Linked DNA regions of Danio rerio: region 1 is linked to region 2. A link is a contact called in public Hi-C data. All regions are on one chromosome and are shown on one strand. Each heading gives the region's core, a stretch centred on a gene start, on an enhancer-like site or on the middle of the called end of the contact. The rest is flanking DNA. Distances are from core to core; before and after follow the strand shown.

The links. A called contact is a pair of places that touch in the nucleus more often than the background predicts.
Region 1: a contact with region 2 is called in a Hi-C map of hematopoietic stem cells, with 3 times the contacts expected there. The contact joins the promoter of dtnbp1a here to the promoter of zgc:136493 in region 2. A contact is called at or near these places in 4 of 18 Hi-C or Micro-C datasets (caudal fin, embryo, hematopoietic stem cells and 1 more) and 2 of 4 datasets of contacts at active chromatin or transcription factors (caudal fin and gastrula embryo).

The regions. Positions count from the first base shown.
Region 1 is chr16:26,829,177-26,832,860 of GRCz12tu, reverse strand. It overlaps dtnbp1a (dystrobrevin binding protein 1a), which reads left to right and starts at 2,027. Exons shown (of 10, transcript NM_201134.1): 1 at 2,027-2,145; 2 at 2,748-2,801; 3 at 3,421-3,471; 4 at 3,598-3,658. The coding sequence starts at 2,090. It overlaps mylipb (myosin regulatory light chain interacting protein b), which reads right to left and starts at 1,083. Exons shown (of 7, transcript NM_001080022.2): 1 at 980-1,083; 2 at 42-232. The coding sequence starts at 1,066.
Region 2 is chr16:26,694,024-26,698,018 of GRCz12tu, reverse strand. zgc:136493 reads left to right here and starts at 2,261. Exons shown (of 6, transcript NM_001045249.2): 1 at 2,261-2,490; 2 at 2,607-2,982; 3 at 3,071-3,242. The coding sequence starts at 2,610.

The DNA.
Region 1 (3,684 bases), core at 778-3,277, 140 kb before region 2:
CTAATAGAAAAATAAGATGTAGCTCATATAGCTTGCTTTACCTGGTTTGCTCCTGCAGGATTAGATGTGGCTCAACAAAGAACTTGACCCGTAGTCTCAGTCTGCAGGGAGACACACAGTCTACTTCTTGACAAATCCGGTTTCTCAGATTCATCCATAAAGACTCTCCCTTTGTGCCGGTGAACTGCAGTCCAAAATAGTCCACCTCTATTATTCCCATTTTCTGGCATATCTGTTCATTAAAAATGATATATAATAAGTATTTTTGGCATGCATAACTTTGTGTGCTTTCATCTGAAAAGTACTGGGACTTGGGCTCTTTGCAGCCCTCCTCCTTTAGGAAGACAATACATATTACATAAGAGGAACATTTGAAGTGCTAATGTGTAATGAGAGAACACCTGCTTTCCAAGTAATCGGCTGATATGTGATGATAAGTAATTAGGCTTAAAGAATTAGTAAATATTGCTGTTACAAATATTTGTTTAAGGTGAGTAAAAAGTCCAAATGTTAAAGAAAATTGTACAAAAATATATAAATGTTTAAAATAAGCAAGATTTTGCTTGATTTATAACCTTGCAAAAATTAGCCACAGTTTTACTAAAGATAATCAATAAAAAATGGTTATTGTAGTAATCACAAATTACCAAGCATTGGTAGCCACAAACTCAACATAGTTTTGCTTCACCATGCACAGTTTACCCACAAAAAAGTAATTATTTACAAATGAAAATCAATGCAGCAAAAGAAAAAGAACATATTTATTACACTTTTAGTTGAATAAAATCATGATGAATATTTTGAAAGGGTGATTTTAATAGTCAACTTTTGTGTTCTATGCTTTAAACTAGAATAACTTTCATTTACTACATTACATTTGCTGTCGTTTATGCTGTTAATGAGGCTTATTCCATATGCAATGAAAAAGAAATTATGAAATACCTTTCTGAAGATAAACGTGTGAGTTCTCGACACTAACCTTATTGAGAATGTCCTCTCCGTTTGCTTTTGGGTCCACTTCCACCTCCAGGACCACCGAGTCCGGTCGAGTTATGTGGCATAACATGTTGAATGCAGCAGTTTGACACTCGTCCCGGGACAGCAGAGAGAAGAACCTGTGGCTCACGAGGCTGACTCGCACCCCATTGGAAAATCAGAGAGAGGAGGTTTATGAAACCCAGCTCTCACTCCGCCTATCCGTTATCCGATGTCCGATTCGCGAATTGTTCTTCTAAACCGACTCCTTATGATCCTGTCGAACTGATTCGCAAATAATTTATTCCATACTTAAATCAAGTTACATTTGTTGCTTACAGACATTGTTATACACACACAAACAAAAAAATTGCAATTAATTTTAAATAGGATATGAAGGATATCACAATAAAACAACATGGGCATTGTACCAAAACAATATCAGTATATACAATAAATTACAAACAAAATAAAATAACAGGGTGTGGTTAAGCTATTTCAACAATGGTTTGCTTGGTTTATTTGTACTAATATTGTGGTTATACAAAAGGTACAAACACACCGAAAACATGGTTAAATTTTATCAAAAACATGGTTTATAACAGATTTGTAGCTGAAATTAGAATAGTTTTGTGATTAAATAATTTTGCATTAGCATCATTTTTCATTTGATTTCATAATTTGACGAATTTCATTGAAATAAACATTCTTTTGGGCACGCTTTTCGATTCGATTCATATGAACCGACTCGCTAAAACGAATCAGAGGATTGCTGAACAAGCCTTCAGTCACTTTCACTCTCAGTTAGGGGGCGTGTGTTTAACCAGTAGAGGAAGGGTAGGCGTTAGAACAACAATCTGACAGTTCAGCATTTGTTAAAATAATTATATATAACGTTAGATCCAAATCCATTTTGATTACTGAGGAGGTAAACAATGACTGAATGAATGAGCTAACTGATCTTGCAAACACTGTCCGACGAAGCAAAGCCCACAACGGGACATTTGGACATTGTCCTCTGACAAAGGATGGCTGAAAGACTGTAGACACCAACAGATTTAACCTAAATGTCATCCTTCAAGCCTGTGCGGAGGGATTAAAGCAGTATAAGGACATGTTTGAGAATTTCAGAGAGAAGCTGCAAACGGTGCAGCAGGACTTCACATCAGGGTATGTAACGTTATTTCCAGCTTTTCATGATCTCCGGGGTCACATTAGACATTGATTAAGCAAAATCAGGTGGCATTTGAAACCTGAATATGTATTACATCATACTGACACAACTTTTGCTTTGGCTTCATCACAACGGTGTTCACTTTTCAGCGAAGAGCCAAGAAGTGAATGCTAGCTAATTAGCCTGCTAATCATCTCACTGATGGCAAAAAGTGTGGTTGTTTGTTCTGTAGATGTCTACAAAAACAAAGTCAGCTAGGTATAAAAAAAGAGAAAATACATACATTTAAATTATACATATTTTTGGGAGAAGGGACACATTCGAAATGTTCAGTTTGCAAAGTTAGCCGAATGCTAACAACTGCGATTTTTTTTAACTAATAACTTTCAGCTGACTGTCATGTGATGGGCGAGACGTTGAGGGCTGTGATGAGAATTTAGCTGTTTTTATTACAGTTTTCAACTCACAATAACGTTAAATATGTTTCCAATTAAAGTCCCCAAAAATATGAAAGTAATCAAATGCAGAACAATAAAATGTTATTTCATATTGTTTGGAATTTCACAGTATTTTACAATCATGTTTCAAAACCTTTCAGAATCAAAACTCTGAGTGACAAGTCAAAGGAGGCTAAAGTAAAGAAGAAACAAAGGTAAGGTACAAGATGAAAAAAGTATCTGTGTATGTGTGTGTGTGTGTGTGTGTGTACAGACAGTACTGAAGTGTCTACTTTGTGTTCCATCTGTTTTCATCTTAACAAGTGTAAGTAATCATGCAAAACTACATTCATTCACTTCTTTTCAGCTTAGTCCTTTTATTAACCTCGGGTCACCACAGCATTATAAACCGCTAACTTATGCAGCATATGTTTTACGTAGCGGATGCCCTTCCAGCTGCAACCCATCACCGAGAAACACCCCATTCACACTCATTCACACACATACACTATGGACAACTTAGCTATGCAATTGAATTCACCCATGCCACCCATGCAAAACTGTACCATATTTAAATGAGAAAATTCTGGCTGACAAATGGGCAAACTTTATAGTTGCAAAGTATAAAGATTTAAAATGATAATTAGTTAGTATTTGGGGCAGCATTGTGATGCTTAAAATAAATTTTTATTATGTTTCCATTTTTTTTTAAACATGTCTGACCATATAATGGCATTTATCTAAGCATTTATCATGGCATTTATCTAAGCATTTAAATTGATTTTAATGATTTCATGATTTGAATTGATTTTTATGATCTCAAACATTTTTCAGAAGAGATGAGTACCTTCCCCAATATTCTGCTGGAGTAGAATTACTCAGTCGGTAAGTCACTTTACTTTTTTATTAGTGAAATGTCAGTGGTGTCACGCTGTCATTAAACTAGTTACAGAAATATTTTAAGAAATTATATCAATGAGTGTAATCATGACATGCTTTTTTTTTCACCAGATATGAAGACACGTGGGTGGCTCTTCATAAACGGGCTAAAGAGAGTGCTAAGTCTGGTGAAGTAAGTTTACATCTGAATCAGTACAG
Region 2 (3,995 bases), core at 1,012-3,511:
AAAAATTCAAATAAATTATTGACTTGTTCTGTCTGTGTAAGTTTCAAAAACACAGAGTTCTTTACACTTTGAAACAGTATCTTTGGATATCTTTTCTGCTATAGATCCTGCTGTCCTAAAAACAAAAATAAATATCTAAATAAATATCTAAATAAATAAACAAATAAATAAACTTTCATAAAAAAAATCGTTCACATACCATAGAAACGGTATAGCAGAAAACTTTGGCAGTTTTAAAACTTTGACTTTTCCATACCGCGGTATAGCTTGAACGCTAATCGTACCATGCCTAGTGGTACGGTACTGTATACTTTTTTCTTATCAGTTAATTTTGAAAAAGAAAACATTGTATTAATCTTAGTTTTGTTAAATCATATGAGCCTGCTGCAGTTTGCAAATCAAGACCATTTTCTCCCATTTAGATCTAGAAAATAGAGTTTTAAGTAGTGTATTTATATACATGAGTGCTGTAATTCACCACTAATAATGGGCCACCCTGCTGGCAGGGAAATCAATTCATCTCTTTAAAACATGCCTGTCCCTGGGGCAGAGTCAGAGATGTAGGCTAATTGTGAAGCACTACACTTTGAAGAGAAGTGCTCAACAGAACAGAAAAGATTTTTGGTTGATTGCCAAACCAAGCAAACTCTCAAGGAAGAAGTTTTCGTCACAAAGAATGGACACAGTTCAAGTTGGCTGAGATTGATCTGCTGTAAAAGATCGAGAGTGTTTGCATTGTTTGCTTAAAGGGCTGGTTATTTGGATTATTTATCTATCACTCTCATTAAAATATAACCGGCTAAACCTTTGCACACATACTGTATGAGAAGTGAATAATAAATAATTATGGTGGACATACCTTTAACTGTAGAAGATGGACTTGGGGTTTTTAGCACAAATCAATAGGGAATCAGTGTGTTATGGCCAACAATGAAACAGTATGTAAAAGAACAAATATTACACCTTGTTCATTAAGACTGTACTCAGATTTAACACTAAGTTTTTTTTAGAGTTCTGTATAGTAGAAATAAAAACATATTTGCTTTACTGGAGCTTCAGTATAGTGAATTATTTTGATGTTGCTTTCTGATGCAGAATCTCTTCATGTGGATTTTCGAACAGATGGAGGCCACAGGAAAGCTGGAGCTGTGCTACAGCCATTAATAGCCATCTACTAAATGTTCTGCAATAAATGCAGTGTCCCTCAGCACCAACACAACCACCAATATATATTTTATGTCTTTATTTTGTTCAAATCTTTAGCAATTAAGCCTCCACCTGCTTGGCACATCAGTAATATAATTACAACTGTTATAATGCTGCATAGGCGACGCAGTAGGTAGTGTTGTCGCCTCACAGCAAGAAGGGCGCTGGTTCGAGCCTCACCTGAGTCAGTTGGCGTTTCTGTGTGGAGTTTGCATGTTCTCACTGCGTTCGCGTGGGTTTCCTCCGGGTGCTCCGGTTTCACCCACAGTCCAAAGATATGCGAAACAGAATTGGGTAGGCTAAATTGTCCGTAGTGTATATGTGTGAATGAGTGTGTATGGATGTTTCCCAGAGATGGGTTGCAGCTGGAAGGGCATCCGCTGCTTAAAAACATGTGCTGGATAAGTTGGCGGTTCATTCCGCTGTAGCGACCCCTGATTAATAAAGGGACTAAGCTGACAAAAAAATAAATGAATGAATGTATGAATAATGCTGCATATAGAAATCTTGTCACACTAAGAATTTATGAATGGGATTCATATGAAACATGTAAAAAATCCCTTATGAAGATTAACTGTGGGTTTTATCACAGTTGTAAACATGTTTTTGTCAGATTGATTACCATATTTTACCACAAAGATAATGGTTAAACTATTAGTTAGTGTAGCAAAACCATGGTTAATTGTGATTACTTTTTTACTATAATGTTTTTATTGGTCTGTTCGTTGTAAAATTTTCATAAGAGATGACAAGTATCAATGCCATGGTTAATTTGGGGTGAACATTAATGAACTACAATAACAATTGTTTTGTTTGTGGTTATTTTTATTAAGGAAGGAAATAGTTCAAATAATAAAGCCAAATGTAAAAATAATAATGCTTACAAATGAACACATAATGTCCATCAAACAACTACATAAGCACCTAATCTTTCTTGTGAATGAAATGTGTAACAAGTTACAGTACTTTTTTTATGACCATTTCACAAAAGATTCATGGGCTTCTCACTCCCCCTTCTGGTCATCTGAGTGACTAGCAATTTTGTGACGAGATACGAAAACATGAGTTAGAAACAGTTTCAAGTAGCTTGCAGTTTTTGACAGTCGCCTTTTTTGGAGGGGTGGAGGCTTGACTATTACCCACTAATGATTTATAGGAAGTCGTACCTTTGGTCTTAATCGGTGCTTCATTAACCACATCTAGTACCTAATATTTATATGTAGACACATGACAGTCATACGTTTCCAGGGTATACACAGGCTGCGATCGACTGTCACGCGAGTGGTAAGGCTATATGACAAATAATATTTCAAATAAGATGTTTACAAACAAATGTGCTAGCGTGCTGTTTTTTACAATAGGCTTTAGCTCATGTATGCTAATGGCTAATATTCTCACAGGTTATGGAGAAGCCATGCATATTAACCAAGACACTTGGAGCTCCTGGAAGCATCTATAAGTGTTTTGAACCTTGCATCGACAAACACTTCACTATAATCCCATACGAGAGGTTTGTACAGAGGAAAGAGGACTTCGCTGCCAAAATCCAGGCAGTGTTTTCGTGGGGTCCCAATATTAATGTTGACCGAGACCTGTTACAGTCTTTGCCGAACCTCAAAGCTGTCATTAATGGAGGGGTAGGAGTGGACCACCTTGATATTCCTCTCATCAATAGCTTTGGTGTTAAAGTGTCCAACACTCCTCATGTAGTGGATAATGCTACTGCTGATATTGGCATGAGTCTGATGTTGGCATCTGCCAGGAAGATTATTGAGGGTGAGAATTGAGACCAGTTGTTCAGTTGGTCCTGTTTTCATACTTTTAAGTTCATTGTGATTATTTTTTTTTTTTGGTTTCTCTTTAGGGCAACATTTTTCCAAATTTCGGGAGTCTGATGATTTTCCAGAGTCCACTATGGGCACTGATGTTAGCGGGGCCACTCTGGGCATCATCGGCATGGGGAGAATTGGGTACAAAATAGCCAAGAGGGCTCAAGGGTTTGACATGAAGATTCTTTATCACAATAGAAATCGAAGGTGAATATTTTGCACTTTTTTATGTCTCATTTTCTGTTCTTTTGGATAAAAATGATTAGTTATTGCTTAACAATAAGACTTTACTATTTGCTTTACTATATGCAGTGTCCAGTCTGAATTATAGTTGACATGGATCTATGGCTGTGCGATTTAGGAAAAATATCTAATTGTGATTATTTTTTAAATAATTTTTGACAGATAATGCAATTTCAATTTGATTTGCAATTTGATTTTGTAGTCAAGTTTCAGCTTAATGATGTGTATCGTAGCTTTTTACTGCTAAAATGCAGAGTGTTAGTTAAAAGAAAGATAGTGTAGCTTATTATACAAATAAAAAAATTAATTATTTAAATACAGAACACTCAGCAAACATGGCTAAAACAACTCTGAAATTGTACTTTGCTGTTACTAGCTATCAGATTGAGTGTCATGGCAGTACTTCCAATTGACTTTTTAGCTAGACACTACTTATATAGCTGCCTGTGGTATTTTTTGAGGTGCTGTTTTGTTGTATTTCCTTGTGCTGTGGCAACAATTCTTACAAATTAACTGTTTTTGTTCAGTGTCTGTGACTTTCAAACCAAAATGTTCCCATATTCCCACATGCATTTGCTCTGGGCGGGGGAAATTAAATAATACATATATATTTCATATTGCAGCCTTTTGCGATTAGCCAATCTCAACGTTCCATATCGTGATTGCAATTCGATTTCGATTAATCGCACAGCCCTACCAGGAACTATAAAATTGTAT